Regions from separate parts of the Mus musculus genome. Here all the other regions are linked to region 1. A link is a contact called in public HiChIP or PLAC-seq and promoter capture Hi-C data. All regions are on one chromosome and are shown on one strand. The core of a region is the stretch at or near the end of the contact, and the rest is flanking DNA. Distances in the headings are between cores, read along the strand shown.

Region 1 (2,587 bases), core at 58-2,557:
CACAAGACTGGTTTTAGTTAATGATACTTAGCAGTACAGCTTTGCACTTCCATGATAATTTCCAACAGAAAAATCTCTCTGGAACTTACTATTAATAATCAACCCTAGTATTAACCTCAGATCGGAGATTTATTAAACCTATTTGGCAGAGTAAAGTTGAATAACTTGATGTTCAAGGATCCAGGCTGAGCTCTGGCCCTGGAAAGAGGCTCTGAAGCTAGCTAGCATTCCTCAAATCTTGGTTTGTACAAGAAACGACTAGTCTTTTTTCAGGGTCGTGAGCTAGCAGCAGGTCTGGCAAATGCTCGCATCGCTTTAGGGGGCTACGAGGGAGCTAGCATCACACCCTCTACACTGAAGCAGAATGGTGAGCAAAAAGCTTTGCCCATAAAGTTTCCTTCATCTCTGAAAACCAGGGTGTGATTTGCATTCACCAGCAACTGACAAGCATCTATGAAATGCCTCCTCCTTCCAGTTTACACTGGGGTTAATGGGAGCAAGATGGGGTTAAGCTGGCAGTACTTAGGTAGGAACTACTTCCCACTTTGCTTAAGGTTTTGAAATCTGCAACCCGAAGAATTAAACAAAACACCCGCTTTTGCACCTCCCTCCGGCAGAATGAATCCTCTACCCTAACAGGAAGAGACCCATTTCTGGGAAAGTAAGTTTCCCGAGGGTCTGTTCTCTGAGCCAGGGAAGGCGATCCCCGAGGCCCTGCGGGGGCGGGCTCCACGCGTCCTCGCGCGCTGGGCAGGCAGGTGTGGTCCTGAGCCTGGGCACGCGCTCGCTGGCCGCGTCCCCCGCGCCACCCGGGTCCCTTCTCGTGCCCCGACCCCGGGCCCCCCCCGCCTTCCCGGGCCCGGCCGGCTCAGCCGCCCGCCTCGCTCCCCGCCCCCCGAGTCTCGTTTCAGTCACCCTTTGTCCTTCCCCGGATTGGCAGGTTTTATTATTCCGCCTGAACAATCCGGCCGCCCAGTGGCTGAGGGTCGCTGACGTCGGCGGCAGAGCCGGGGAGTAGTTGGGATTCTGCTCTGTCAGTAACACATGTGTAAGCGCCGCCGAAGGAGCGAGCGAGCCGGCTAGAGGCCCGCGCCGCCGCCTCCTCCGAGCCGGGCAGCAGCAGCGGGGCAGCCGATCGGTCCAGCGCTCCCGGCCGGCCCGCAGCTCCCCACTCCGTGCGTCCTCGTACCGGCCGCGGGACCGAGCCTGCACCGCCGCTCCCGGGCCGCAGGTCGCGGGAGGGGGGAGCTCGGCCGAGCCGCCGGCGGCCCCGAGCGGGCGGGCGGGCGGGAGGAAGGCGGCGGCGGAGGAGGAGGAGCGCGGGCGCGGCGGGGGCGGGGGCGCGTACAAAGTGAAGCCACATTGCCAAACTTGCAGCCGCGATTGCAGCAGTGGCTGCTGCTGCGCCGCGCGGGCCCGGCCGAGGGAGCCTGCAGCTGCTCGCGCGCAGCCGGGGGCTGAGGACCGGGACCCTCGGGCTGAGACTTGACACTTCTTCGCCGGGCCGCCTGCCACTTAGCGTGGGGCTCCCTCTACCCGCCCCAGAGCCACGCGATTAAAAAAAAAAAAAAAAAAAAAAGCAGCCCTTAGCCCCCTCCTCCCCTTTCCTGCTTCTGCGAGAACTCCCTCCCTCCCTCCAGCTCCGCCAGCCCCAGCGCCCCTGCCCTGGAAGCCGAGCGGCTCCGCTCGCATTTCGCCGCCGCCGCCGCCTCTCGCAGTGTTGCAATATAGGGGAGAAGCAGGTAAGGGGGTGGCTGGGGACGCCGCGGGCCCGGAGGGGACGAGGGAGAGAGGGAGGGGGGAACTGATCGGGGCCGGGGCTGTTTTCTTTGGCTTCCTTCCCTTGACCGTCCCAAATTGCAAGTAAACAATACGTCGCCTTAGATAATGCGTGAGTCTGAAACTACCGGAGGCCGGCCTGCGAGCTAGCAAGGAGGGCAGCCCCGGGCCGCCAGCTTTGTAGCGGTTCCTTGCTTACAAAAGGGTTCTTCTTGGAGACGGGGCTGGTGGGGACCCTGGAGAGGGCTGGGGGCAGTTCCAGTTCCTAAAGGAAAGGCAGGGGCTGCTCAGATGAGAAGTGGTGTGTGCGTGGGTGGGGGCGATAGTCAAGACCCCCCCCCCAACACTGTTTGAAACAGGGAACGAAAAGCTCTAAGTGACCAGGAGCTGGCATTGCTGATTCTTTTAAAAAGAATTCCTCTTGGCTTATAAGTCTTTTGTTCCAATCCAGGAGAAATCCGGTGAATCACCTAATTAAAATCAAGACATGAATTAAGCATCCATTTTTGTACTACAAATGGCCAGCGCTACGTTTGTCCCTCCCTTGGTCTCCATTAAAAAACACCAGAGACGTTGTTAAAGGGGGGCAGATTTTGCCTCTAGCTGCCAGCTCTGCTTTCTATTTCACTGACTATCCCAGGACCTAAATTGCTTGGCTATGTAATTACTAGAGTATAAGCCTATTTAACTTAAAAGCTTTCTTTTTTTTTTTTTCCAACTCTAAATGAAACTTGATGAGGGCCCGTCCTTAGTTATCAGGGGAGTCACTTTCTGGTCAGTCCTCTTGATTCATCTCTTTTAGATTTAA
Region 2 (2,587 bases), core at 59-2,558, 2.3 Mb before region 1:
TTTTCAAAGAAAAGGAAGTCCTCCTCTGGGAGCTAGCTCACTGCTTTGGGCCACCAGGGTTAAGTACCGCCACTGTAATTACTACACGTACCTGTCTTTATTTCCTCCCCCAACCCACTATTTTTTTCCTTCCTGGCCTACTTTATGACAGTTATTATATATGAATGATGATGATCAATAGATCACTTCAAATTTCAGAGCTCTAATCTGGCCAAGACTAAGTCACTTGGATGAAAAGTGAGAATATGATTAGAGTCCAAACCAAGACTGATTGGGCGTCTCCCTACCCTCCTCCTATGGTTACCACAAGGAAGTTGAGCAGTCTCTGACATTTCTACTTGAGAAGAAAGCTAAATAGAAGCCTTCTCCAAAAGCACGTTAGAAATAAGGACTAGCCTGCTGAATATAAAATCAAATCACCTTGGAAACTGGCAGGGTCTAGCAAGGCGACTTATATTCTTGTTTCTTTTTATAATCACCGGGAAGTGTTTCACATGTAACCCGACCTATTACGTCAGAAAGAGGCCAAATCCGTTTAGGAGTTGAAAAAAATAAACCAAACGGTCCTTAGAGCCAAAGCGTCTGAATGCCTAGCTGTCTACCAACAAGGACAGCCTTTCCCTAAAAGTCAACAGCCCAAGACCCGACCCCCCAACCAGACCGCAAGCTCCCAGGCCAGCGGCCAGCGGTTTCTCGGGTAAACAGACACCCCAGCAAGGTCAGCCGAGCACGCCGCGGCGTCTGCTGCAAACACCTCTTTGTTCGAGGCTGGACCCCCACAAAGGTGGAGTCCGGAGACTCCCGGGACGATCCGCAAACAAAAGTTGCTCATCAGGCCGCCATCCGGAGCTACCCAGGCGGACTCGTGTGTGTTCAAAGGACGAGGGCTGGGAGTGAGCCTGGGTGAGACGTGCGAGACGGAAGTCGCTGGCGAGACCCGCCGGGGCCGCCGAGAGTCGGCGGGCGGCGGAAGGGCGGGCCCCCTCCTCGCCCTCGGCCCACAGCCCGGCCAGAGGAGCCGCGTGTCGGCTCGCGCTTCCCCCCAACCCCGGGGCCCACCGCCCGCCCACGCCCGCTCACCTTCACGCGGTTGAGCCCGGCCTCCAGCCGGAGCTGCTGGACCACCTTCTTCATGGCGGCGACGCTAGAAGAACCCGACATGGCGCTCGGGACAGCCGGGCCGACTCGTCAGTCCGGGCAGGGGGCGGCAGGTCGCGGGACGGCGGGGGCGGGGCTCCGAACTTCGTCGAAGTTTCCGGGGCTGTGCGCGCCGCGCATGCGCGCCGACGCCCCCTCCCCCTCCCCCCGGGACGGCCGCGGGCTCCCCCCGCGCGCGCGAGAGAGAGAGAAGGGGCGGAGCGGCCGGTGGGCGCGGTGGCGACGGGGGCGGTGCGGCCCGACGCCCGGCCGGCGCCTTCCGCCTCTGGAGGGGCTGGGTAGGGCGAGGTAAGAGGACGCCCCGGGGCGGACTCGGGAGCGCGGGGAGGGAGGTCCGCGACCGACGGCGGGGTGAGGGACGTGGCCGCGCTGCCTCGGGGCGTCCGTGACACGTCCCAAGTCCCGCCAGCTCAGCCCTGTGTGAGGCGCCCTCGGGTGAACCGGCGGCGCCGGCCGCAGCTCGCCCAGCCCGGGGCCCAGGGCGCCGTAACGGACCCGGGCCGCGGGACCCTGGACGGTCGGAGGCTGGCCTGTCGCCGAGAGGTGCGAGCCGCCCCGCACAGCTTCCTGTTAGCCCTGTCTTTCTGGAATCTGTCCCCCGTGCTTTTTTAAAAAATAAAGCGTTCGCGTTCGGGGATCGTTTGCTCTTTTGATGTCCCTGTAATTGCTGACTTCGTGCTTGTAACTGATGAACCCCAGAGGGGTTTTCAGAAGGACTCAAAAGTTTAGTAAGATTTAAATTAGTCCTGTTGAGACCTAACATCTCTAAACAGGAGGTTCGTCGTGAGTGCTGTTTCTTTGGGATACTGAGAAAAATGACATGGTTTGCTCTGGGCCAACACATCGCGTTACTGAGCAGTTAATATCAGTTTGGGGTTTTACCCAGTCCTTAACAGTGACCATCTAAGAAACTTGGGTTTGAATTTAGCCCTGGTGTGCTTGGGCAAGCCGTTTAAACTGCCGAAGTTAAAACGCTCCCTGGATTTCTTGGAAAAAAAAAATGAAACGAAATGAAATTATATGTGTAAAGAATACGAAAACTGAGGCTGGAAGATGGCAGTTAGAGGACTGGGGAACTGAGCCCTCGTGCAGAGGACCTAAGGTCACACTTCCCACCACCCACACTGGGCAACTCAAAAGCACCAAGTCCTGGGCTACTGTCACCCTCACTGGAGTCTGGGAACGTTTGCATTCACACACGTACATTAATTAATACATAATTTAAAAAGTGAACGAACAAACCATATTGTTTGAGACAGGGTCTCACTTTGTAGTTCTGGCTGGCCTGAAACTCCATGTAGACCAGGCTGGCCTCGAAACCCACAGCCTTCCAAGCATTGTGATTAAAGGCTTGTGCCTCCAAAATAAATTAATTAATGCAAAATGTAACACAAATATTTTACTTTGTGCCTTGTTACCTGTAATGTAT
Region 3 (2,587 bases), core at 24-2,523, 2.2 Mb before region 1:
ATTTCATTGGAGTTGGCTTACAGTTCCGAGGTTTAATCCTTATCATCATGGCAGCATCCAGGCAGCCGTGATGCTGGCGAGGGAGCTCAGAGTTCTAAGCAGCAGGGCAAAGACTGAGCCACTCTAGACCGAGCTTGAGCATGGGAGACCTCAAAGCCCATCCCCACAGTGACACACTTCCTCCAACAAGGCCACACCTGTTAATGTGTCACTTCCTATGGGACAAGCATGTAAACACATGACTCCATGAGGGCCATTCCCATTCAAACTACCACAGTAGGAAAGATCCACCGGACCAGAAACTAAAAGTAACAGCTATCCATTGCCAAACAGCTAATTCTTTCTCTCCCAAAACTTTAATTTCTGATCTTAATGATCTGAGTGCTACTAGTGACCCTTGCTCAAAGAAACGTTAATGCACCTAAATTTTTCTTTTTAAAAAATGTCCAGTTTCCACAGTAGGCAGTCTACAAAAATACTGTCACTATTTTTCTAAACAATGTATGCAAACACAAGCATTTAAATATCTATGTCTCAAAACCAAATATAAGTTTAAGACCCATCAACTGTTCCTTCTTTGTACAAATTTTTTGAGACTGGACCCCCTGACATCGCTGACCCCCAGGTCCAGCCACTGTCATCAACTTCGGTCACGCGATTTTACCAATGCTTCGTGGTAAGTCCGTAAGCTTTATACGCCATTCTGCTGGGTTAAAGAAAAATGGACTCAAATAGCTGTTTTTGCCGCTTTCCTGGGTGGGTGACTGTCCATAAACGAAAGAACTAATCCGTACCAAGTACAAAGGTTAGCAGAACATCCTGCTTTCGGATGTACTTTTGGAGGTGGACACTTTCCTACTAAATGTGCATTGCCTTGGAAACCGAGAACCGGTTCTCCTACCCTCCCCGCAGGTGGCTGAGCGGTTAGCGGGAGGAGCTGGCCTCGGGAATCTGATGAGGCAGGAGCATTACACAGTCTGCGGCCTGGGAAGTTGCCCAACCTCTGAAGGAAATCTAAAAAGAGGAAGACTCTGGTGGTTAAGGCTACTCAGTGAGCGCACAACTTCTACAGCCTTGAGTATCAGACCGACGGGCAAATGAGTGCTGACCTCGAAGTCGGGACGGTGGCGGATCGGTTGGCAGAGAGCAGCCTCGGAGCACGGGCAGTCCCCGGCCGAGAGCCGTGCCAACAGCGGCAGCAGCAGCAGAGTGAATTCCGGGAGGCCACACAGCGCCATGCCTGGGGTGGAGGCTGCGGGAATGACGCCTCTTGAAGGGCGGGCCCTGATGTCCTATGGGCAGGCGGGGCGGAGTCTCTGCTGAGGGGCGTGGCCTGATGCTAAACGGAGAGCGACCCAGCCTGCTGCTTGGTAGGTGGGCCCTAGAAGGCGGGGCTGATGCTGGACTTTGTGGAGAAGTGGGACTTGCAGCCAATTGACTGGGATCCCACCCCGGCTGCTGGGGGCACTACCTATGAGTAAATGTAAGATGTGACAGGGGTCTTCCTTACACTCCAGTGCTAGGAAGGGCTAGGTAAACAGTCTTGACCCGGGTAACTCGCAGGTAACTCTACCACTTTTATTCTCTCCATCACTCTACATCACTCTACACCATTTCATGATTGTGTGGTCTGAACGTTTTCTGCTCATTCATCTTACAATTGATTTTGAATCTCTTGCTTGGCGTTGCTCCCCGCACCCCACCCCTGCCAATATAGCTCAGCACAGTGCTTGGCTTGTAGTAAATAGTACGTTCACTGTAAAACTCCAAGAGCTCCTGTTTTCTTTTTTTAAACTTCAATCGGTTTGAGACCATTCTTTTCCAAGTCTCTACACAGGGTATTTTTTAAAATGTAAAATGGACGGGTGATATTATTGTCAATTTACCAGATGTTTGGTTAAGTGTGTATTGTGATTTTCCAGCATTAAATAAAGAGAATTTAAAGATAAACTCTGTGCGGTGATTTTGCTTGAGAGATATGACCTCAAGAAAAGCCTTTCCTTTGGCTATGAGAATAGGGAAGGGGGCTCTAACAGGGTCATCAGGTCCTGGGGGTGTGACCTGGATTGCTCTGCTCAGCGTGTACTGAATGCTGGAAGGAGAACGCACTTTGAAGATTTGGGCATTTTCTTTGGGGAATTCTTCTGTTTAAGTAGCAACAGGAATAAAAATTCTCTTTATGGCTATAAAGGAAATTGAATGTCATTAAACTCATAATGACAATTAAAACACCCATTATAGCATATGAGTTTAAATTTATTGTACACTCCCTAAACACCAATAAAAATTTAAATGATGTAAATTCTTTTCCCAGAACCAAAATGTTGTCAAAGCAAGGATCTCTCTGAGCTCTCTCAGAAGAGCGGAAAGCAAAGGATACTCGGGAACAAATTAATATATTTCTAATCCTGGCAGACTGGAAAGGCTGGAAACCAGGTTTGCTTTCTTGTCTTCGTTTCTCTTCCTGTGGCTGTGATTAAGAAGTAACTAAGATAGCTTTTTTTCCTGGCTCACAGTTCAAGGTACAGTCTACTATGGCAAAGAGGTCACGGCAACAGGGTCTTGAAGCAGCCGGTCACAGTCAGAA
Region 4 (2,587 bases), core at 64-2,563, 2.0 Mb before region 1:
TGGTTAGAGGTTTTTAGAATGGCTCAGTTTGCTTAAACAAACAGTATCGAGGCTGTTCTGATGGAGTTCCTTCTGGTGGGAGCAAGAAGGGAAATTCTAATCACTTGTCCACTGGATTCAAATCTTTGGACCCAAACCTCACTAGCAGCAGGATAAGCAAATATCGGTAGACAGCAAACCCAAGAACTCTCTTTAGCAATTCAATCGAGGGGCATTAAGTGAAGGCTGGGCATGCACTCAACTTTCACACACTTGCAAAAAGGAGTCTGTCTAGGTCTAACATTCACTTTGTCCTCAGACTTACAAATTACAAGAAGGAGCCCTGAAGAGCCTAATGTGACATTCCAAGACCAAGAGTTGGGCAGGAGAAAAGTGTGCAATGGCAGGGGCAAATTATGAAACATTTAGGGAAAATCATCCCATTTACAAATTAACCTCTAAGTGCTTTGGAGGGCCCTGCCCATGATCCCATTAATAAAACTAAATTGTTTCCAAGATTCAGCCAGTCCTTAAATCACAAGCCTGAGAAAATTCTAAGCAGCTTCTGATAGCTGCAACTTGCACAGAGAAGGCAATGAAGAAACTGCTACAAAACAAAGCACTATTGTGGCCCGTGATGTGGGAGATGGGAGACCTTTGGCTCATCCCGCACAACCCTGATAGCGTTCAGAGCTGGTCATGGTAACTATTTCCCAAATCTTGAGACGCACGCACTCGCCTCGAGATTTTACCAACAGACAGACCACCACACCGGTGAAACTAACTGCAAGGTGGGAAATGTCACCTCCCAGGGATCCCGGGGAGAACCCGTTTCCCATCACCATATAACTTCCCAGAGTTTGGAAAGAAGCGCCCCTGCAAAGCGCGTCGCGATGGAGCCTGGCACCCCTGCTCCCGGCCCGTCAGTCCCCAGCCGAAGCCGAAGCAGCCCGGCTTTTGCATCTGCATTGCTTTTTGCTCTAGGGAAAACACGAAGTGGGAAAGCGCAGGGTACGCCACACACCGCGAGGAAAGTTCCGCCCCAGGAGTTTGGAGAAATGGATTAGAAACCAAAGAATCCCCCCAAAAAGCCCCGGCCCGCAGAGGCTCCGGGAACCTCCCATCCCGCGCTGCGCACCGCACTCACCGCTGTCGCTCGCCCGCGCCGCCGAGCCCGGGAGCCGAGCGTCCCGCCGCTGTCGCATGCCCTCGGGGGAGCGCGACGGGGCGAGCAGGCTCCGGCCAGCCAGCAGCGGAAGACGCGGAGCAGGCAGAGCCAAGCGCCTGCTCTCCAGCGTCCGCGGCGACGCGCCGGGAGTCCCGGGCAACTTTGCTAGGACGAGGGGGTGGAGAGGTGGAGGGCGGCCCGGTCCCGCCCGCCAGCCCGCCCGGCCTGTGCCTCTGCAAGTTCCCACGGGAGCGCGCCCCCCGCCGGCCAGGCTCGGATCGGCACGGCAGAAGGCCAGCGGTCCATGGAGGCGCTCTGCCTTGGTTGGGGACCTGGTGCCTATGGGGCAGCCAGCTCTGAGAGACTACCTAAGGTCCCCTAAGGGGACAGTAGCATCTAGAGGCCCTACACAGGGAGCCATACCTCAGAAAGATGCCCAGACTGAAACTCATTCCTCTGACTCTCTCTATGATGGAAGATACCTATTTGAGGTGTCTGCTGGGAAGCATATCCCTACCCCCACACTACTTACGGGAGGCAGGCTCTCAGCCAGGACCAAACCTGATACCCTAAAGCCTGAACCCCAAAGCTGCTCTAGAGTTCAAGCAACCCCAGAGGCCAAGAACAGGTCACCTTTGTGTTACAAGAGGGAACAAAGCCTGCTTAAGTTTCTCGTGGGAGTCATTTTGGCCTCCCGCAGTCAACAGTCCTGAAGGTGCTGTTTCAAAACTGACCCACCTTTGCTTAAGGCCGGGGAAAGGAAAGCAAGAGTAAAAGGCTTCTCTGCCCTAAAAACCAAATTCTGGGTCCCTGCATGCTAGAAGGTAAGCTGAGGACAAGATCCTGTGAAGTGAAGTCATTCTTAGGCAGCCCGGGGCACTTGGGAAACGTCTAGAGTGTGGGTTCGGACGTACTTCACCATCCGTTCAATCATGTGCATTCAATGGGACCCATCTCTGTACCACCGATGGCTTAGTTGGTCAAGTGCATAAGCTCAGATTGAATTTGATCCTCAGTCGAGTCATCTTGCCTCACCCACCCACAAGCCCTGTGCTGGAAAGGTGGAAACAGGACGATCCTTGGGTTTTGCTGGTCAGCCTGTCTAGCCCACGGATGAGCTCCAAGCTCTGCTAGAAACCAGGTGTTAAGAAATTGAGGAAGACACCGGAAGTTAACTTCTGGGTTCCGCGCGCGCGCGCGCGCACACACACACACACACACACACAAGCACACACACATGCACGCAGACTCTTAAGATGAAATTTAAGGATTATCTTCTTTCAACCCTTGTTGGGTCAGGGGTGTCCCACTTCTTTTCCAGATATTTTTATAAGTAAAACCAAATTAAAATTAGTACCACTTAGTAAAAACAAATGAAAACCAGTACTTCAAACGGCAAGCTCGAAGATGACTACTGGCTGGAGAGTCACTCAGAACCTT

What was found. Promoter capture Hi-C pulls out the DNA fragments that hold promoters and counts their contacts. HiChIP or PLAC-seq counts read pairs in DNA pulled down with a chosen protein or histone mark.
Region 2: a contact with region 1 is called in a promoter capture Hi-C map of pre-B cells, with 2.7 times the contacts expected there. The contact joins the promoter of Spata1 here to the promoter of Lmo4 in region 1. A contact is called at or near these places in 2 of 39 promoter capture datasets (liver and pre-B cells) and 1 of 9 other capture datasets (liver).
Region 3: a contact with region 1 is called in a promoter capture Hi-C map of liver, with 5 times the contacts expected there. The contact joins the promoter of Ctbs here to the promoter of Lmo4 in region 1.
Region 4: a contact with region 1 is called in an H3K27ac HiChIP or PLAC-seq map of bone marrow-derived dendritic cells, with 9 times the contacts expected there. The contact joins the promoter of Lpar3 here to the promoter of Lmo4 in region 1. A contact is called at or near these places in 1 of 39 promoter capture datasets (liver) and 1 of 115 datasets of contacts at active chromatin or transcription factors (bone marrow-derived dendritic cells).

What each region holds. Positions count from the first base shown.
Region 1 is chr3:144,203,975-144,206,561 of GRCm38.p6, reverse strand. Lmo4 (LIM domain only 4) reads left to right here and starts at 1,307. Exons shown (of 5, transcript NM_010723.3): 1 at 1,307-1,742.
Region 2 is chr3:146,498,514-146,501,100 of GRCm38.p6, reverse strand. It overlaps Spata1 (spermatogenesis associated 1), which reads left to right and starts at 1,308. Exons shown (of 15, transcript NM_001316756.2): 1 at 1,308-1,446. It overlaps Gng5 (guanine nucleotide binding protein (G protein), gamma 5), which reads right to left and starts at 1,265. Exons shown (of 3, transcript NM_010318.2): 1 at 1,081-1,265. The coding sequence starts at 1,161.
Region 3 is chr3:146,449,153-146,451,739 of GRCm38.p6, reverse strand. It overlaps Ctbs (chitobiase), which reads right to left and starts at 1,273. Exons shown (of 7, transcript NM_001293672.1): 1 at 1,110-1,273. The coding sequence starts at 1,238.
Region 4 is chr3:146,219,687-146,222,273 of GRCm38.p6, reverse strand. Lpar3 (lysophosphatidic acid receptor 3) reads right to left here and starts at 1,313. Exons shown (of 3, transcript NM_022983.4): 1 at 1,127-1,313.